Regions from separate parts of the Gossypium hirsutum genome. Here region 1 is linked to region 2. Evidence: chromatin contacts called from public Hi-C data. All regions are on one chromosome and are shown on one strand. The core of a region is the stretch at or near the end of the contact, and the rest is flanking DNA. Distances in the headings are between cores, read along the strand shown.

What was found. A called contact is a pair of places that touch in the nucleus more often than the background predicts.
Region 1: a Hi-C map of leaf shows a contact between it and region 2, with 3 times the contacts expected there. The contact joins the promoter of LOC107937009 here to the promoter of LOC107942938 in region 2. A contact is called at or near these places in 5 of 34 Hi-C or Micro-C datasets (callus, leaf and petal).

The regions. Positions count from the first base shown.
Region 1 is chrA07:16,688,109-16,692,425 of Gossypium_hirsutum_v2.1, forward strand. LOC107937009 (40S ribosomal protein S15a-1) reads right to left here and starts at 1,707. Exons shown (of 4, transcript XM_016869821.2): 1 at 1,476-1,707; 2 at 1,037-1,187; 3 at 782-942; 4 at 296-588. The coding sequence starts at 1,589. The coding sequence ends at 490.
Region 2 is chrA07:16,426,336-16,430,704 of Gossypium_hirsutum_v2.1, forward strand. LOC107942938 (exocyst complex component EXO70H1) reads right to left here and starts at 3,034. Exons shown (of 1, transcript XM_016876675.2): 1 at 441-3,034. The coding sequence starts at 2,492. The coding sequence ends at 660.

The sequences.
Region 1 (4,317 bases), core at 457-2,956, 260 kb after region 2:
CATTCATAATACTTTCTTAAACCCTTGGAGACTTGGTTAGTAATGATTTTGAAATCCTGAAAAATAATTTTGGATTTGACAAATCCATGTTTTTATACATTTTTAACAAATATTAGAACTAATATATGCATTTCATTCTCACCATTTCCATATTAAAGAAAATCCAAATGCAAATTTTCAAGGAGATGTTAACCTTAATCATAAGAAGGATTTTGATTCTCAATAATTCTCCAGGATACCATTACGCCTTGAAATATAATAATCATCAACCAAATCATGAGAAAAAGAAAAAGGATAATATGCAAAGTTATATAATTTTGAAAAAAACAGGATACAGAAATTTTAATGAGCCAACTTCAAACTATCAGATAACAAAAGGCAAATGAACCAAAACCTCGTAATCCCCTAAATGTGAATTGAAATCGTACCAACAGAGGTTCTAGATGAAGAGAAACTTCAAACAAAAATGAAAAATCTAAGAAATTTGCTTCAATAGAAGAAACCAAGTACTTTTCCACCAACATTCTTTCTTCTAGCTTCTTCATGGTCCATGATGCCAGCAGATGTGGTAAGCACGATATATCCAAACTGCAATAAGAAGACACATAGATCCCATAATATTCTATCTCATTTGAACTGATTGAACCTTCCATTAATTTATGTCACCCATAAAATCTTATCTAGTGGACTATGAGAATAAATGCAAGACATGTCACTCGACCAAATCAAAGTGTGCTTCCACCCATATATGATAGCATAAATCAAAAGTGTCCAAGCTAACCTGTCTGGAAGGAAGTAGCCTAGCGGTCCAACCCTCGATCTCTTTGACACCGACATCAAAACGAGGACTAATCACCCCACACTTGTTGAGTCTCCCATTGAGTTCAACCACAATCTTGCCAGCTCTGTGATCATCAACATACTCAAACTCTCCAATGTAACCTAAAAAATGGGAATCAAAAGGTTAAATGTATCAGCATTTTCGTATCAATTATAGATTTTTTTTTTTTAAAAAAAGAAATGTCGGAGAGCAAACCATGCTTTTGCATGACCAAAAGGAATTTGATGATGACTTTTGAGGAAGGCCTGATCATAACCTGTCGTTTGCCCCTCTTTTCTGCATTATACATGCTCTTGAGTGCATCGTTCAAAACGCTGACTCTCACCATTCTTCCAAATCCAAGTTGCTGCAAAATCAGATTTAAAAAACCAAGCAGCTCATTATTGTAACTTGTAAACATTAATTTCTCACAACCACACCTCTTCCTATTCTCTTACATCATTCAAACCAAAACTCAATTTTGTTTTGCTGATATTAAAATTATTCTAACCATAAGAACATGTAGAAACAACTGATTCTTTCTCAGAAGACAACAAAAAAAAATCTTATCAGTTTGGTTTTTGGGTAGAGAAAATCAAATAAAAACCATAAAGAGATGTTGGATCTAAAGTTGGAAAGGAAAACAAAAGTTTACCTGGAACCAAAAATGGCGGCCGCGTCTCCGTGTAGTTTGAGAAGAGTGAAAAGAGTTGAAGAGAATGTATGTTTCTAGGGCTGGAAGTTGGCAGTTGAGTTTAAAGTGGAGCATGTAATCTAAACTCTATTTAGGCCCATTCAGATGTTTCAAAAACCCAAGTCCGATTATACTCCACCCCACCTACTATTTCATCTATGGATATAATCCAGCATTTCAAAAAAAAACAAAAAACAAAACAAAACTAATATATATTTTTAAAATAATATATAATAATATAATAATACTTTTATATAATAATAAAAAATCTCTCTCATTTTCGATATTTATTAGTAAACTCATCTCTCTCAGAAAAATCAAATTATCCTATGCGGTGAAGGAAAATTTATATTAATAATAAAATATCAATGTATTCGTAATTTAAATTTTAATAACTAATTTTCATGTAAGAAAATCTAAAACAAATTAGGATTTTACTATGCATTTAGGGTTCAATAAGAATGTGTCCCTTCATATTTTAAAAAAAATTAAAACACTAAATTATTTTTTCTTAATAATATCTTAACCCTAATTAAATAAATTTAACAAGTAATAATAGTAATGCAGTGGTTATGGGTTTGTTTTGTTTTCAACTAGATTTATGATTTACAATATGTTAGGGTAAAAATTTAGAATTTTAAAATTTATGATTTTATGAAAAGGGTGATGTTAGGATTTAGGGTTTAAAAGAATCAAAGATTTTAAGATCTAAGGTTTAGAGTTTTAAAATTTTATTTAAAAAATAGATTGATTTATTAGTTTTAGAGTTAAAAATAGTCATAAGAGTTAATTTAATGTTTCTTGATGTATTATATTATTCACGTACTCTAAAAAAATATGATGTTGCATGATATTATTGTATGCTTAAAAAATGATTTTTTTAGGATAATATTTATTCCATTTTCTTTCTTCTTATTCTTTTCTTTTATATCTAAAATTAATTTCAGGTTTAACCTTTCTCTCACCACCACCATAATAGGCAACTTCTCCATTCAATTTCCTTTTAAAACAATCTTTTTTTTTTCTTCCTTAATTTTCTCAACAATAAGTTAAGAACAAAAGGGGGGAAATATGGTATGGTATCAATGTGAGGATTGCGGTGACAACTTGAAGAAACCCAAGCCACCAAACTACTTTAAGAATTTGCTCTGCTTCAAAGGTTTTATTTACCGTTCTATTCCCTTTTTTTTCTATGATATATTAATTTTGACTAACCCATCTTCTAATTTTGAGCAAAAAACTATTTAGGGTCAAACATAATGTTTTGGGACTGTGTTTGAATGAAAAGAGATTCCTTTCATGGTGGTGAAACCAAAGTTAAAACTAAAAGTAATTTAAGATCTAAAAGAATAGAAGGAATAAGAAGAGAATAACTCATGTTTAGGAAAATTATTGTAACATCCCAATTTTGGGCCTAGTCAGAATAGTGGTTTCGAGACCACAAATTCGAAGTGCAAATATTTTTTTTATAATTATTTTGAAGTTTATGGCATGATTTCATGATTGTGTGAAAGTTTCATGAAGAAATTTTATGATTAAGTGCCCAATTTGAATTTTAGGACTAAATTGCAAAAGTTGCAAAATTAGAGATTCTAGAAGCTTTAAGTATGAAATGGATTTAGATTATTAATTAGAGGTCCTTAAATAGCAATTTTCCTAGTTTCTATTTTTATGGATAAAAATGGGCATGCATGGGTAAAATTTTAAAGAAAGACATTAAGAGCATTTTTGTCATTTGGTAAATAAAAGGATTAAAAGGGAAAATAAAGTGAAAATCTTGTCTATCTTCTTCAAGGGTGTGCTGAGATTTCTAAGGACCATAGCTAGGGTTTTTCTTCAACTTTTTAAGCTTGAAAGTAAGTACATCCTAGCCCCATTTTTTATATTCTTTATGTTTTTGAGATCATTGAAGCATGACCTAGCTATTTCTACCATTATTTTGAACCAGGGTTCATGTTCAGAAATTTACCCATGTGTGTCATGCATGTATTTTGGTGTTGAATGGAGGAATATGAAAGTTTGATGCATGATAAACATATTTTACTAAGTAATTTTTCATGAAAACCCCTAAAAGAACCTTGTTGTAAAAGTTGTAAAAATGAGTAGTAAAAATCTGAATTGAAGGAAAATGTGGGCTGTTTTGAGTATGTGTTAGGTTTAGTTAGGCTTAGGTAACAAAGAAAAAGAGTACATTTCATTTTATGCGCCTAGGGACTAATTTGTAAATATATAAAAGTTTAGGGGTAAAATGATAACTTTGCCAAAATATGATTTATAGGATGTTTTGAATAATGTGATAATTAAATAAGTGAAATTTGCTATCATAGATCAAGAAAAACGAAGTCTGGACCTAGACTGGGGAAAGAGCAAGATCTTGGACTAATTCGAATTAATTGTCCATATTTTGTACCGAGGTAAGTTTGTGTGTAAATAATTCAACATTATGTTATTATGTATTTAAATGCTTTAATATTGCATGAATTCTATGATTGTCTTTGTGGATTGATTAATGATGATTCGATGACGATTCGACGAATAATTGGTACCATGATATATCGGTTAAACCTTAAGAATGGTTGGGATACAAATGTCATAACATTAAGGATATGTGTGATCCCATGTAAGGCCATGTCTGGGACATGGCATTGGCATCAATATGAGATATCGTGTAAGACCATAGCTATGCTATCGGCTTCGATATGCATGATCCCATGTAAGGCCATGTCTGGGACATGGCATTGACATCGATATGTGATCCCATGTAAGACCATATCTAGGATATGGCATTGGCAGCCTATTATGT
Region 2 (4,369 bases), core at 1,784-4,283:
CTGTTTTTCCAGCTTTTTTTTTTCTTTTTCATTCTTTTTTTTACTAACACAATTAGTTTTTTCTTTTACTTTCACTGATGCCGCCTGACAGATCAACAACACTATTGATATTTTTTTGTTCTCTTATATATCTGTATTTTCTTAGATATTTTTTTAAAAAAAATACATATCGGTGTCACCTGACACGGTAACAATTTCAAAAAAATTCTTTATTTTTTAAAATATAAAATTGACTAATGGTTGGGGGAAAGGGTGGTGCGGTAGATATATCATACAGCCTATTTTTGTAAATTATTATTTCATTCAACCATTTTCAAAATTAATTATTTTTTATATTATTTTTGTAAAAAAATCGCATTTCACAATGGCATATCTTAAAATATGAATTAACAAATCCAAATAATAATAATAATAATAATAATAATAGACAAATCAAAGAATAAATCAAAGAATTTTATATTGTACAAGTGATTTACTTAGGTGCCATATATCATAAAAACGGCTAAATTCTATACACGTGTCTGTCAGATAACTGCACGCTTCTTTACTAATATTTATCCACAAATAAAATTTTTATTTAGAAAAACAAAACCCTAAATTTCCTCACGTTGTCGGCGATTTTTTCCAGGCTCCCACAAAAAAGGAGAAAAAATATCGGTTCAACGACTGTAACCACCACCTTGGCTTGAACTTGACGAAATACTCCCTGAACTTCCGCTCCCAAAGAGCAAATCGGAGCAGTAATTTCCCAAATCATCAGGGGTATATCTGACAAGTGATTCGGCCCACATTTCTTTCATCAGCTGCACTCCGCCGTACTTATCGAAAAACTCCTTGTAGATGGGGCCGATCCGTCTGGCCAACGAGAGCTTTATCTCATCTCGGAGTTTCGGGTCGGTTACGACCCAAGAAGTTTGCTTCTTGTAAGCTTCTTCGAAAGCGGAGTTGAATTTTCTGAAATGCTCTATCACTTGATCAACCGGAATCTCCGCCGTTGGATTTTCCGGCAGAGAGGCAAACACTTTACTCCATCCCATCCTCTCATAATTCGCCGCGTACTTCCTTACTTTCTGTTCGTGCTTCGTCACCCAGTTGTCGCCGAGGAGGAGCTTCAGGTTCGATTGTCGGACTTTGTTGACGACGTATTGGAGATTGTTTGCTAAGAACAAATAAGAAAGCGCCACGTCTTTGTACATCTCGGCTTTACCGTCTAGTTTGCATAGCATGACGAGAATAAGCCAAGCTAACCGGACTGAGATCGGCGAGGAAATGCTCTCCTCCTTGTCGGGGCTTCCGAAGTAAGACTCTGGTAACGGTGATGAAATCTGCAACGGCCAATCGGCGACGATGTCGGAGAGAACGCCGCTGTAATCGGCGAGAAAAGAGATGTAGTTCATGACATAGCGTGTAAGAGGGTGGATTCCACCGCCGGGAACCGTAGTTTTGGATGAATGCTTTTGAATTGCCATTTCAAAGTCCGTTAACATCGTTCTAACGGCATCGCTGAGCCTGATTAAGGAGTTAACGGCGGTCGAGCGGACGGTCGAGGTGGATTCGAAGCTGAAGATTGATTCAATCTCGGGCCAAAGGTCGGAAACCGCCTCATATAAATCCAAGATACGGAACATTTTCTCGGGAGTTTTCTTGCACTTGGCTACATTTTCTGGGAATCCAAACAGAGCCAAAGCTCCTTCCTTTGAAACATCAGTGAAACAAGATTCCCTGATGGAAGACGAAATTGCAAACACTTGATCACAGAGTAATCTCTCTCCATAAAACACAGTTTTAACCGCCCCTTTAACAGCGTTCAGCCAATACTTAATTTTAACCTCCAAAGTTTCCCACTCCATCTTCTGAATCTGCTGAAAACCCAAGTTCCTTTCAACTCCGAGATTATATAGAGCTTCATCGACGATCGATTTCCGAATAGTTCTGTAAATTTTGAAACACTCCTTAGCGTACCCAGCTGATATCATGGCTTCCGCAATGGCTCTTAAATCCGCAATAACAGCCGACGAGCCTCTCTCCACTTCCGGGATGGAATCGTTCTCAGACTCATCTTCTTCTGAATCTGAAAAGCTCGACCTGGAAACCGATGGTCTAGAAGATGAGTGATTGGAAACAGACTCTGGGTCAAGGTAATTCCGGTTGGACTTCAAAATCTGGTAAAACTCCCTCTCGAGGCGTTTCATGGCGGTTTGCATCAGCGTTTGGGCTCGCACAAGTTTATCGGAAGTGGATTCAAGCGAAGCCAAGTATCGCATAGCTTTCTGCAAACCCTTAATGGAACTCAGATACTGTTTGGCTTCATCACGATTGTTTTCGGAGAAAACAGAAGCAATGTTACAGTAGGAGACATGGTCGTCGCCATGTAAGGAATCCCATTTAGTGATGCTAAGTTCAGCAGCTTCAATATTTTCTTCAATTAATGACTCGGTGAAAGTATGGTGATGGGTAGGAGGAGATGGAGATTTGGAGAAGATGGTCCTCATTCCCTTGGTTCTTTTCTTTTTTTTTTTTTAGACAATACAAACAAGTAATTGTTGAAAGCAGGGAGATTGGCAAAAATTAAGACAAAGAAACAAGAAATATGTTAAAGGAATGAAAGAGAGGTGCGTATATTTATAGAAATAGGGACGCAGGAAAGTGTGAGGATACGAGTTAAAAAGCGGTTCAGAGCGAGTGGTCGGAAGGTAACTTAAAATAAGAACACTGTTGTTATGCGTAATGGAGTCCACGCGGTATACGAATCAAACTGTTTCTTTTTGTATTTTAATGAGTATTTGGTTGAGGAGCTGATAGTGACCGGTAATCAAAGAAAGGAGATGAGCCAAACAGCGTATCTTCTTTTCTTTCAATACAAGAAATTACCATGAGTTCAATCGGATCATATTGAGTTCTACATCTCGAAACTGTGAAAAGTATTTGGCATTATCGTTTCGCAATGTAGGACAGCCCCTCTTTTTTGTTTTGTCAATTTCAAGCCACACCAATTTCGGAATTTTTTCAATTAACATAACCCAACTTTAATTCTTGCAGGAAAAATATCTATCATACTTTTTTATTTTACTTTTATGGTTGATGTTTAAGTTTTGTAGTTGTTGGTTTTGATAATGTCTTCTAAGTTTACTGTACAATTATATGCATTATCCACACATGTTATATTATTCCATATACAGCTTTAAAAATTTATCATGTGTCTTTTTTTTAAATTATTTATTTTTTAAATATTTTATTATATTTTTATAGGATAATTGTAACTCTTTAACCTTTATTGTGGAGTCTAAAAATTCCACTAATGTCAAATATTATTCTTTGTCAAAAAATCAAATTATAACATAGGAGATTTGAAATTAATATAAGTGGATTTTTTATAAAAGAAGCTATTTTAGTCATTCATTTAATTTTTTGTCTTTTTTACTTCTTAAATTTATGTTATTTGTCAAATCACTCCAAATAAATAGAAAAACTTACGTTGTGTTAACATTGCTAATGTGGCATACATGTGGATGCCACGTTAGAAATTAATTATTTTTTTAAATTTTTAATTAATTGCTAATATGGCATACACTCAACAAAGTTAATAAGCATTAACTTTTTTTATCTATTCTTGGGTGATTTAACAAACAACGTAAGTTTAAGGACTAAAAGATGTGAAAATAAAATAAAGAACTAAAATAACTTGTTTTTTTTTTGAAGGTCAAATAAATTTTTATGTCTTTTTTTAAAAAAAATTATTTAATGTGTCATCATTTAATTCATTAACAATGCATAAACTGTTTGTATGTATCAATTAGAATATAATATAATTTATTTTTAAATTTGGTATGTTACATTAATAATATGATTAGGAAATTAAATTTGTTTAATGTTCATCCTAAAGTGTTATATTTAGTACTATGTGTTGGATGCAATAATAAAGTATATTGCACTCTTTAAAGAATGAATATTTGAACCTTTATAAGACATTGTTTAAAGATTAGATCATAAAACTTAGAATATTTAAAAAAAAAAACTGTTTTATTTTAGTAAACAATATATTTGTAATATTTAAAAACAATATTATTAATAAAAATAATGATTGTAGTTAGTGTGCAATGTGGGAACAAGTCATGGAATTCCTCCAGCAGCCAGATCTTCCCTTGTTTCTAATGCATTCAACAACAAAATGAATGGTGATGGCTGCGATAAAGCTTTTCTGCGTCTGGTTTTGCAGCCATTTTGGTGCAAAAAAAAAAAAAACCAACTTGTCAGGTGCTTGAATATAATAATAAAATCAAAGGGGATTGAGGAATGTTTGAATATGAAGCAGCTCATGCTTGTCCCTGGTTTTCTAAGATTTGGATTAGGAGAATATATTGGCATTCAT